Linked DNA regions of Sus scrofa: region 1 is linked to region 2. The links are chromatin contacts, called in public HiChIP or PLAC-seq maps. All regions are on one chromosome and are shown on one strand. The core of a region is the stretch at or near the end of the contact, and the rest is flanking DNA. Distances in the headings are between cores, read along the strand shown.

Region 1 (4,643 bases), core at 1,904-4,403, 100 kb after region 2:
ACCAGTGTTTGTTCCGGTCCCTGTGGGGGAGCGACCGGCACAGGCCCTGTTACATCTTCATGTGATTTCCTTTAGTCAGGCTTTCTGGGCTGGGACTCCCGCGTGGGTCTTCGTGGGTCTGAACCTGGTCGAGGAGGCTGTGGAGACAGACTGGAGGTCCAGAAGAGCCGAGGGAGAAGTTCCCGTCGTGGCACAGCGGAAGCGAATCCGACTAGAAACCATGAGGTTGCGGGTTCGATCCCTCGGATCCAGCGTTGCTGTGACTGTGGTTTAGGCCGGCAACTGTAGCTCCAATTCGACCCCTAGCCTGGGAACCTCCATATGCTGCGGGTGCAGCCCTAAGAGAGGAAAAAAAAAAAAAAAAATCCAGAAGAGCCGAGGGAGTCTGAGCATCAGCAGCGGGGCTCTGGCCTCCTGGGGGGAGTCGGAAACTTGCTCTTCCCCCCCTCGTTAGCCGCTAACGCTTAGCATGTGGCAACTTGTGGTACAGGTGCTCTGCACCGTGTTTACCTACTCCATCCTCACAGTCAATCTTCCTTTCTCAGATGAGGAAACTGACGTACAGAGAGGCTAATAAGGGACTTGGCCGAGGTGAGAAAAGAGTGGTACCCGGGGCAGGCAGTCAGCTCTTAACACAGTGTCATCTTCCTTACCCCACACTCAGGGACCGCGTGAGGGTCGCCCCAGATGGTGTCTCTGAGGTCCGATAACCTTCATGGGGGGACCTCCTCTAACGAGTCAGAGCAGGAATGGAGACCCCTCCCTTGACACCAGGACGAGGCTGAAGCCCCACACTGGAAGCCGTGGCTTGTATTTAACTCTAGGGTCTCGGTGCTTCCAAGCCCCAGAGATAACGAGACGTGTCATGATTGGCTCATTTATACCAGAAGGACTTTTTGACACAAAGCCTTGTTTTCTTCATATTCAGAAACAAAATCAAGCCTGTCTCTGGCCCCTCCACCACTTCAGGGCTAGGGGATTTCTTTCTTTTTTTCTGGAGGCCTTGCTTCCTGCTTCCCAGAAAGGCAGGCCCCTCTGGGTAACCTGCTCCGCTCCCCCTCGCCCTGCCGGCCCTCCTCCCACCGCCTTCCTGGAAGGGGAGTCCTTGGCCCTCTTTGGGGCTTCTTCCAGCGTTTCACAACCTCTGCATTCCAGGCATGAAATTTGTATCTAGCTTTTCCCAAGATGATCAGTTGAGAAAAGCCTCTTTCGGCTTGCTGGCGCCTCCCTTCCCACTGGCTGCCCGCGTGAGTTTGGGAAGCAACTCCTTTGTGCCACTGAGGGGAGCCCGGCTGAAGAACTATGCCTGCCAACTTTTGTAAGGACCTGGGTTGAAGGCGGAAAAGTCACTGGGCATCCTCTGCCTGAGGTTGCCTGGTTAGACATGGGCTGTTCTTTGCCAGCCATGGCCTTTGCTTGCCAGCCTTCCCACCTCGACCCGGGGGGTGTGGGTGGCCAGGTGCATGGTGTGGGGAGGTCTGCATGTCTATAAACTTGCTTTGATTCTGGGAGCCTGCCCAAGTGTACCAGGACCTCCTCTTCCTCCCTCTGCCAGCGACGCATTGCCTGAGGTCAGGGGACCCTTAAGGCGCTCTCTGGGTCCCAAACCTCCCCCCAAAGAGGGGTAAGGGCTCATGTGTGTGTGTACTCACGTGTTGGCGTGAAAGTTTCCTGGCTGCGTGGAAAGAATAGTTTAGTTGAGGCACCTTTAAAAAGCAAACTAAAGGAGTTCCCGTCGTGGCGCAGTGGTTAACGAATCCAGCTAGGAACCATGAGGTTGCGGGTTCGATCCCTGGCCTCGTTCAGTGGGTTAATGATCCGGCGTTGCTGTGAGCTGTGGTGTAGGTTGCAGACGAGGCTCGGATCCTGCGTTGCTGTGGCTCTGGCGTAGGCTGGCGGCCACAGCTCCGATTCGACCCCTAGCCTGAGAACCTCCATATGCCGAGGGAGCGGCCCAAGAAATGGCAAAAAGACAAAAAAAAAAAGCAAACTAAGGAGTTCCTCTGTGGCTCCGTGAGTTAAAGACCTGGCATTGTCACTGCTGCGGCTTGGGTTGCTGCTGTGGCATCGGTTCGATTCCTGGCCCAGGAACTTCTACATGCTGCAGGAGCAACCAAAAAGGGAAAAAAAAAAAAAAAAAAAAATGCAAACTAGCCATCATTGCTGAGCCAGTTTCTCATCTTTTGGAATTGCACCAGCAGCTTTTAAGGTTTTGTTTTGTTTCCCTGTTGCTTTAATTTTCTGGAAAATTAGGGTTCTGTAGCATGATTTCTCTTGTTGTGACATTTTCAGCTGCACCCTCCCCCCCACCATGCACACAACGCACGCACATATTTCTCTCCACTTTTATGAATGCCTCTGCTCCCATCTGTTTAACCTTTTGAATGAGGTGACTCTGTTGCCTCTTTTCCCATCTTGAATAGCTTGTGACCTGACCAGGGAGTCACCCTTTAGAGAAAATTGTGTTTTGTTTTGCTCAGCCTACGAGGCCCATGAAGATTAATTAGAAGAAGAAAATATCTCGTTTGCATCCAGTGCATTGGGTGAAGGAAGGTGAGTTTCCATCTGGGAAAACAGCTGGGCTCTTTCATGGCTTCCCGCACACAGGGCAGTCTCGGGTAACCCTGCTCTGAGGGCTCTGTCATGTCAGTGTGGTGACCTGCCCAGAGCTCACGACTGTCACACTGTCTCTCCTCACCACTCCCACTCTGAGGAAGCACCGTTGTTTTCCCTGGAGAGGAGACCCCAAAAGAAACAGCCCTGTTCTCAGGGGCCCAGCCAGACCCCCCAGGGTCAGTGGGAGGAAGGGCCCAGGCCTCTGTGATCCACACTTGGCTGGCTGCGTGCCCGTCTTTCTCAGAAATACCTGTTTGAAAGCGCAGGACGAGGGCCCCGCAGCAATGCTGCATGGCTGAATTTCTGTTTGCACCCCAGTCTCTGTCCACTTCCCCAAAGAGGTGAAGCCGCGGCCATTGTTAACACCCCAGCCTCAGAGTTCATGGCCAGCACGTTAACTTCTCAGTCCAAACTGCGCCTCTCTTCCTCGAGTTACACAATCAGGAGTATTTTTATCGCCCATCCTTGATCCTCAGTGTCACCCAACACTTCAGCAGTGAGTCACTTCTCCAGGGAAGGGAAAAGGAGGGCTCAAAGGTGAGAGCTGGAGAGAGGAAATGACTCACTGGCTCCAAAACAGAAAGCCCTGGGCTCCGGCCTGAGCAGGCTCCCTCGGGAAAGCAGAGGTCCTCAGCTCCCACCGTGTCAGACCACAGGCTGCGGCCGGAGCCCCCGGTGTCCGGGGAGTTGGTAGTTGATGAAGGAATGCACCAGCCTTCACACAAGTTTTACTCACTGTCTTTCTCACCCACACTCCAGTCTGTTCTCTCATGATGCTCCCTTCTTGGGATGTTCGCCACGCACATGCTGGTTTATCATTTGGTTTCTGGTGTTTGCCACTGACTTTGTAAGGCCTTTTACTCCTGTGTCAGAACTCAGGTCACCCAGCCTTGGGCTTAACAGTAACTGCGAAGGTAAACGGTGCCCTCACCCCACCCACACCCTGTCCCAGTCCTGCTGTTCAGGGGAAACTCGCAAGTGGTTCTTTCTCTGGAAAGTTCAGAGCTTTCGTCAGCAGCAGTCTGAAAGCAAAAGGGGTAATCTCCCAGGCTACAGGCAGAAGCCAGGGGTTGGGCTGGGCCCAGCAGGCCAAACCCACTTCACTCCTGAATAGTTGCCAACCCGGGTGCCCTGGTTCCTGCTCCCGGACGTCCCCAAGGAGAAGGCCCCAAGTTGTGTGGCCAGTGTGGACGTCATCGCTGTCACAGGACTGGGATTGTGGCTAAAAGAAGTCTCGGTGGTTGGACGCCTCTCCTTTCCACACTTGCTGCCATTGATAGAATGCGACCAACACCCTCAGGCTGGAATGGAAAAGTTCAGATTTTTCGATCTGTAGAGACCAAGATGGAGAGGAAACATGGAGACGGTCCTGTCAGTCTGTAAAGCGTGGGTGGGGTGAACAGGGGCATGCACTGTAAGCTGTGCAGTTCTAGAAATCCGGAGTCTATCTTGATACTGGAAGGAGACGGCTGTTAGGATATGTAAAAACTCACCTTAGACAGTGGGATGTGTAAATATAGAATGTGTTATGTAGACAGGCAGTTAAAAAAAGAAAGAGATGTAGATCAATTGCTGAATTATTGAGGTCTGCCTCTGAGCCATCCCATAAACCACCCCTCTGTGCTCCCAATACAGGAAGACTCCTGGGCCGGACAGGTTCTTGTGGCCAAGCAGGCAGTTTATTAAGTATTTCTGTGTGCCAACCCTATGTTGTGGGCTACTTTTGTCACCATTTTACAAACTAGAACATGGAGGCTTAGATAGATTGTATAACTTCCTTGGGTCAATGAGGCAAGATGAATAAGATTCAGAGCCCGAGTTCCCATTGCAGCTCAGTGGTAACAAACCCGACTAGTATCCATGAGGATGTGGGTTCCATCCTTGGCCCCAGTCAGTAGGTTAAGGATCTGACGTTGCCGTGAACTGTGGTATAAGTTGCAGACCAAAAAAAAAAAATTCAGAGCCAATTTTTTTTTTTTTTTTTTTTTTTTGGTCTTTTTAGGGCCACACCCATGGCATATGGAAGT
Region 2 (4,360 bases), core at 712-3,211:
GCCCGTCTGGGGACCGAAGGAAGCTTAGCCCTTCTCCACTCCCGGGCGGGCCCTAGCGGGTCAGGCCCCACCACTCCGAGGCCCCGAAACCAATCCCCACGGCCCTCGAGCGCCGCCCCGCCCCTTAAAGGGGGGAAATACTATGGCGGCCGGGAAGAAAGGCAGGAGAGCGAGCCAATCACTGCAGAGGGCTGCCCTCATCCGGCAAGGCCCAGAGGCGGGGTCATTGGCCAAGATGGACAGCCAGAACAGCCTATAGAGTTATCGGAAGCTGGGACGGGGCGGACGCCGGGCTCTCACAGAGAGGTTAAGGCCCCTCTAGCCAGGGGCCCAAGGACCCGGCTCGGACTATAACCCTTCCCTTTATCCATCCCAGGGTTCTCCATCCCATGCTTGATGGCCGGCTGGCCCGCCCTGCCTGTGGATTACGGGTCGGGGGAGGAAGGAGGCGGCGGCGGCTGAACCCGCCTGACAGGCCGGGCCAGTGACAAAGAACCGGCGGCCCAGGCTGAAACCCGGGAAGCGATCCCTTCGAGGAGGAGAGCATAAGTCCCTCTAGGGGGATGCAACTCACGTTGTCGATCACGACAGGCTGGTTGGCGATCACATCGTAGGACTCCATGGCAGAGGAATCTCTCCTTCCGAGGAAGGAACTGCCAGACCGGTCTGCCGCTAACGCCACTGAAACGCATGCGCAGTCTGGCCTCCAGTACCGGACGGCCAGGGAGCGGCCCGACCTCGCTTTCGAAGAACTACAATACCCAGAAGGCTCTGCATTGTATTTAGCTGCTTCGGAGCCCCGCCTAGTGTAAGTGACACGGCATCGCGTTTCCGGCGCACGGTGTGTTGGGCTTTGTAGTCTCTATAGATTAAATAGAAAGGGACGCTGATTGCATTGCCTACCAGAATCTGTAGTCCATTGGGAGGGATTCCCAGTGCCTCCTGAAGTATGTAGTATTTGTCTGTAGTTCGGTTTGGATTGATCAGTAACTTGTGGATGTTTGGCTTTTACAGATCAGTCCTGCCACTCTCCACCACTTCCCCTGGACAACGTAAGGTTGCCATATTTTTATATGGGTCTATAAGACATTAACAAACATATATCATGGAGTTCCCATCGTGGCGCAGTGGTTAACGAATCCGACTAGGAACCATGAGGTTGCGGGTTCGATCCCTGCCCTTGCTCAGTGGGTTAACGATCCAGCGTTGCCGTGAGCTGTGGTGTAGGTCGCAGACGCGGCTCGGATCCCGCGTTGCTGTGGCTCTGGCGTAGGCCGGTGGCTACAGCTCTGATTGGACCCCTAGCCTGGGAACCTCCATATGCCGCGGGAGCGGCCCAAGAAATAGCAACAACAACAACAAAAAAAAAGCCAAAAAAAAAAAAAAAAAAAAAAAAAAAAACAAACATATATCACTATAGCACTCTAATAAAAGTAACTTCTAATACACACAAATACACAGGGAGGAACATATTCAGAGAATAGAGGAAAGTAGTTTAAATTACATAAAATTTGCTTTTGCGGTAAAAGAACATTTTTGTTGATTTTTGCATTTTTTTCCTGGATAGTTGTAATGCAACATGCTAACATTGATCTAAAGACTGGCATTTGGCGCTACTGGTATAGATGATATTTTGGCCATTAAAACGACGTTCATCTTCCAGCTTCAGGAACTGCTCTAGCATATCTTTAATTTTCATAAGGATTCACATTGATGAATGAGAAAATGGAAGCGAAAAGAGGTTCTATTTTTTTCTTCCTTTCTTTTTTTTTTTTTTGGTCTTTTCAGCGCCGCACTCGCGGCATGTGAACGTTCCCAGGCTGGGGGTTGAATTGGAGCTGTAGCTGCCAGCCTATTTCACAGCCACAGCAACCCAGGATCCGAGCCCAGTCTGTGATCTACGCCACAGCTCACGGCAACACCAGATCCTTAACCCACTGACCAAGGTCAGGGATCGAACCCGAGTCCTCATGGATACTAGTCGGGCTCGTTAACCAGTGAGCCACGACGGGAACTCCATCACTGCTTTCTAATTGAGCCCAGTGTCTAGAGTATTTCCTCCCGCCCTTCAAGTTGCAAGGACCCTTTAGTTAATAGTCCTGACCCTTTAGTCAGGATATTTAATCGATCCTAATTTATCTAAGTCCTGTTACTTTCTAGCAGAAATTCAAAATAGATATTTCAACATATGACCCTCGAGTTTGGCGGTGTTGGTGTCAATCTGGTCAATGGACATTCAAAGACGGTAGGAAACATTCAGATTTTTACTGTTAAAACTAATGCTACACGAACGAATGAATCAATCCATTGCCAGATTTGTTTAACAATCCTTCTTAGAGTGACCGCAGAACAATTACAAGCCCTTTACCCACGCACTTCCCAGCGCTTTGGTGCGACCCTAGCACCTCAGAAAGACGCGCCAGCATCTCTATTTAAACCTGAGTTCCTCCTAACACTAGGGGAGGCCAAGAGCTTCGGGACACCCCTTAAACAGGGAGAGGGAGGCGGGACCTATTGTCAAGTCACGCCTTTCCCACCTGTGACTGGCAAAGATACTAGCCAATGGATGTCGGAATAGGGCGCGCCGCCGCCCCGCCCCCCTGAGCGCCCCGCGGCCCCCGAGGCACCCTCTGGCCGTCGCTTGCCTGGGCGGACGGTGCGCCTTGCGCAGGCGCGGAGCTTAGACCTCGCTGCAGCCCCCATCGCCTCCGGGAGTCGCACCCAGGGAGTCCGCCTGCTGGCGCGTCAGCGCTCTCCCCGTCGTCTGCCCTCCCCGGTCCCCCCAGCGCCCTACGCGCCCCGATGGCGGAGTTGCGGCCTAGCGGTGCCCCCGGCCCCGCTGCGCCCCCGGCCCCTGGCCCTACTGCCCTCCGGCCTTCGCCTCTCTCTTCCCCCCGGGACTGCACGCCATCTACGGAGAGTGCCGCCGCCTTTACCCTGACCAGCCGAACCCGCTCCAGGTTACCGCTATCGTCAAGTACTGGTATGTCTTGGGCCGTGGGGAGATGGACAGGGGCGGGCTGGGAAGGGTTAAAGCGCCGAGGGCGAAGTAGTTTGCGGGGAAGAGGAGGGGGAAGGAGAATGGTTAAAGCACTTGGAAGGAGGGCTTCCTGCTGAGAGGGAAGAAGTTAAGGCTCAAGTTAGGAATGGGGACAAAGGGGTTAACGAAGCCTTTGGGTAGCGAAGGGTTAACGAGGGGGGTGGATGCAGGGTAAACTGGGATTAGGAGAATAGAGTGAATTGGGGTGTGGGTAGGAGCAGGGGGGCGCATACGACAGGAGAGAGGGAACTGTAAACGTGGTGAAAGGAGGGGGCGCCTGTAGGGGGTCATTAGAGGGCGAGGGGAAGCCCGGGCGGGGTGGGGGGCGGCTGAAGTGGGATGAGGGAGGCGAGGCGGGGCCTGGGGAGCATCTGAGAAGGCTTTGGAGCAGCGCGGCTGGAGGAGCTCAGAGGGCAGGAGACTGCATAGGGTAGGGGCGGGTGTGGGTCTGTGGCTTAGGAGGGGAGCAAGTTGTGAGCATTGCGCTTGCGAAGGGATGAGGAGGAGGTCTCCTTTTGATTCCTTCCCTATGAGCTCAGACATCATATCAGTGCAGTGCTTTAGCGTTTGAAGTTTGGCGGAGAAACTTTTCCTGATAAACTTTGTGCTTACTCTGCATAGTTCTCTTTCTCCATGCAGAGCTTCCTCTGGGTTCCGCAGCTGCTTTGCTTTAGGTCACTGGCTAGCACAGAGGCAGGCAGGGTCAAGGGAGATCCATGGTTTGGCTCAGAATCGAAGGAGCCTGCAGTAAATGGTGAAGAGCTGGGACTTGGACAGGGAGGATCCTGCAGTGGGATATTAAGAGGAGCTTTGTGGCCCCCCGCTTCAAGATTTAGGTAGTAGTTCCTCAGGGAAGCTGAGAGTAACCCTCAAGCAGCTCTGTTAAGACCAGACCTGTGTTCAGACGGGCTGCCCCTGGGATGGGAATGGTCTTTTCTCATTTAACATTCCTGTTTGCAACCTGTCTCTTCCTGCTGCCTCTGGGCAAAACAGGTGTTATGAGGACTCTGGAAAAGAGCCTGTCTTCCTGGTCTTTCTGGACCAAAAGTTGACTGAGAGTTGAATCTGTTCAGAACCACATTCATGCAGGCATTGTATTAGACGAGCCTGCCCCATCATTGAATCCTGAACAATGATTCAGGCAGCTGCTTGGGGTGTGGCCAAAGGAGAGGTAGACCCAAAGGGGGACGTGAATAGAGTGGATGTCTTTCCCTTTAGGATTGAGTCTTTCTCTTCTGCGACAACCTCTTACTTCCTCTGGAGATGGCAGAAGCTAGGCTGTGTAGAGTTGAGGCTAGCTACCTGTGCTGATAGGAGGAT

What was found. HiChIP or PLAC-seq counts read pairs in DNA pulled down with a chosen protein or histone mark.
Region 1: a contact with region 2 is called in an H3K27ac HiChIP or PLAC-seq map of alveolar macrophages. The contact joins the enhancer-like site here to the promoter of SUFU in region 2. A contact is called at or near these places in 4 of 5 promoter capture datasets (fetal liver, fetal skeletal muscle, liver and 1 more), 8 of 47 Hi-C or Micro-C datasets (embryonic fibroblasts, fibroblasts, liver and 3 more) and 2 of 2 datasets of contacts at active chromatin or transcription factors (alveolar macrophages and skeletal muscle).

Annotation. Positions count from the first base shown.
Region 1 is chr14:113,597,733-113,602,375 of Sscrofa11.1, forward strand. All of the region lies in intron 10 of SUFU (suppressor of fused homolog), which reads left to right. Among named protein-coding and RNA genes, the nearest start is that of TRIM8, 37 kb to the right of the region's middle. Within about 2 kb of position 3,154, at least 38 of the 83 cell types and tissues checked have an H3K27ac peak or open chromatin away from gene starts, as enhancers often do. A contact at or near this core is called in alveolar macrophages, fetal liver, liver and 3 more, where this site is marked.
Region 2 is chr14:113,498,040-113,502,399 of Sscrofa11.1, forward strand. SUFU (suppressor of fused homolog) reads left to right here and starts at 1,962. Exons shown (of 14, transcript XM_021072750.1): 1 at 1,962-2,863; 2 at 2,866-2,983. The coding sequence starts at 2,803. ACTR1A (alpha-centractin) reads right to left here and starts at 755. Exons shown (of 11, transcript XM_001928877.5): 1 at 575-755. The coding sequence starts at 622.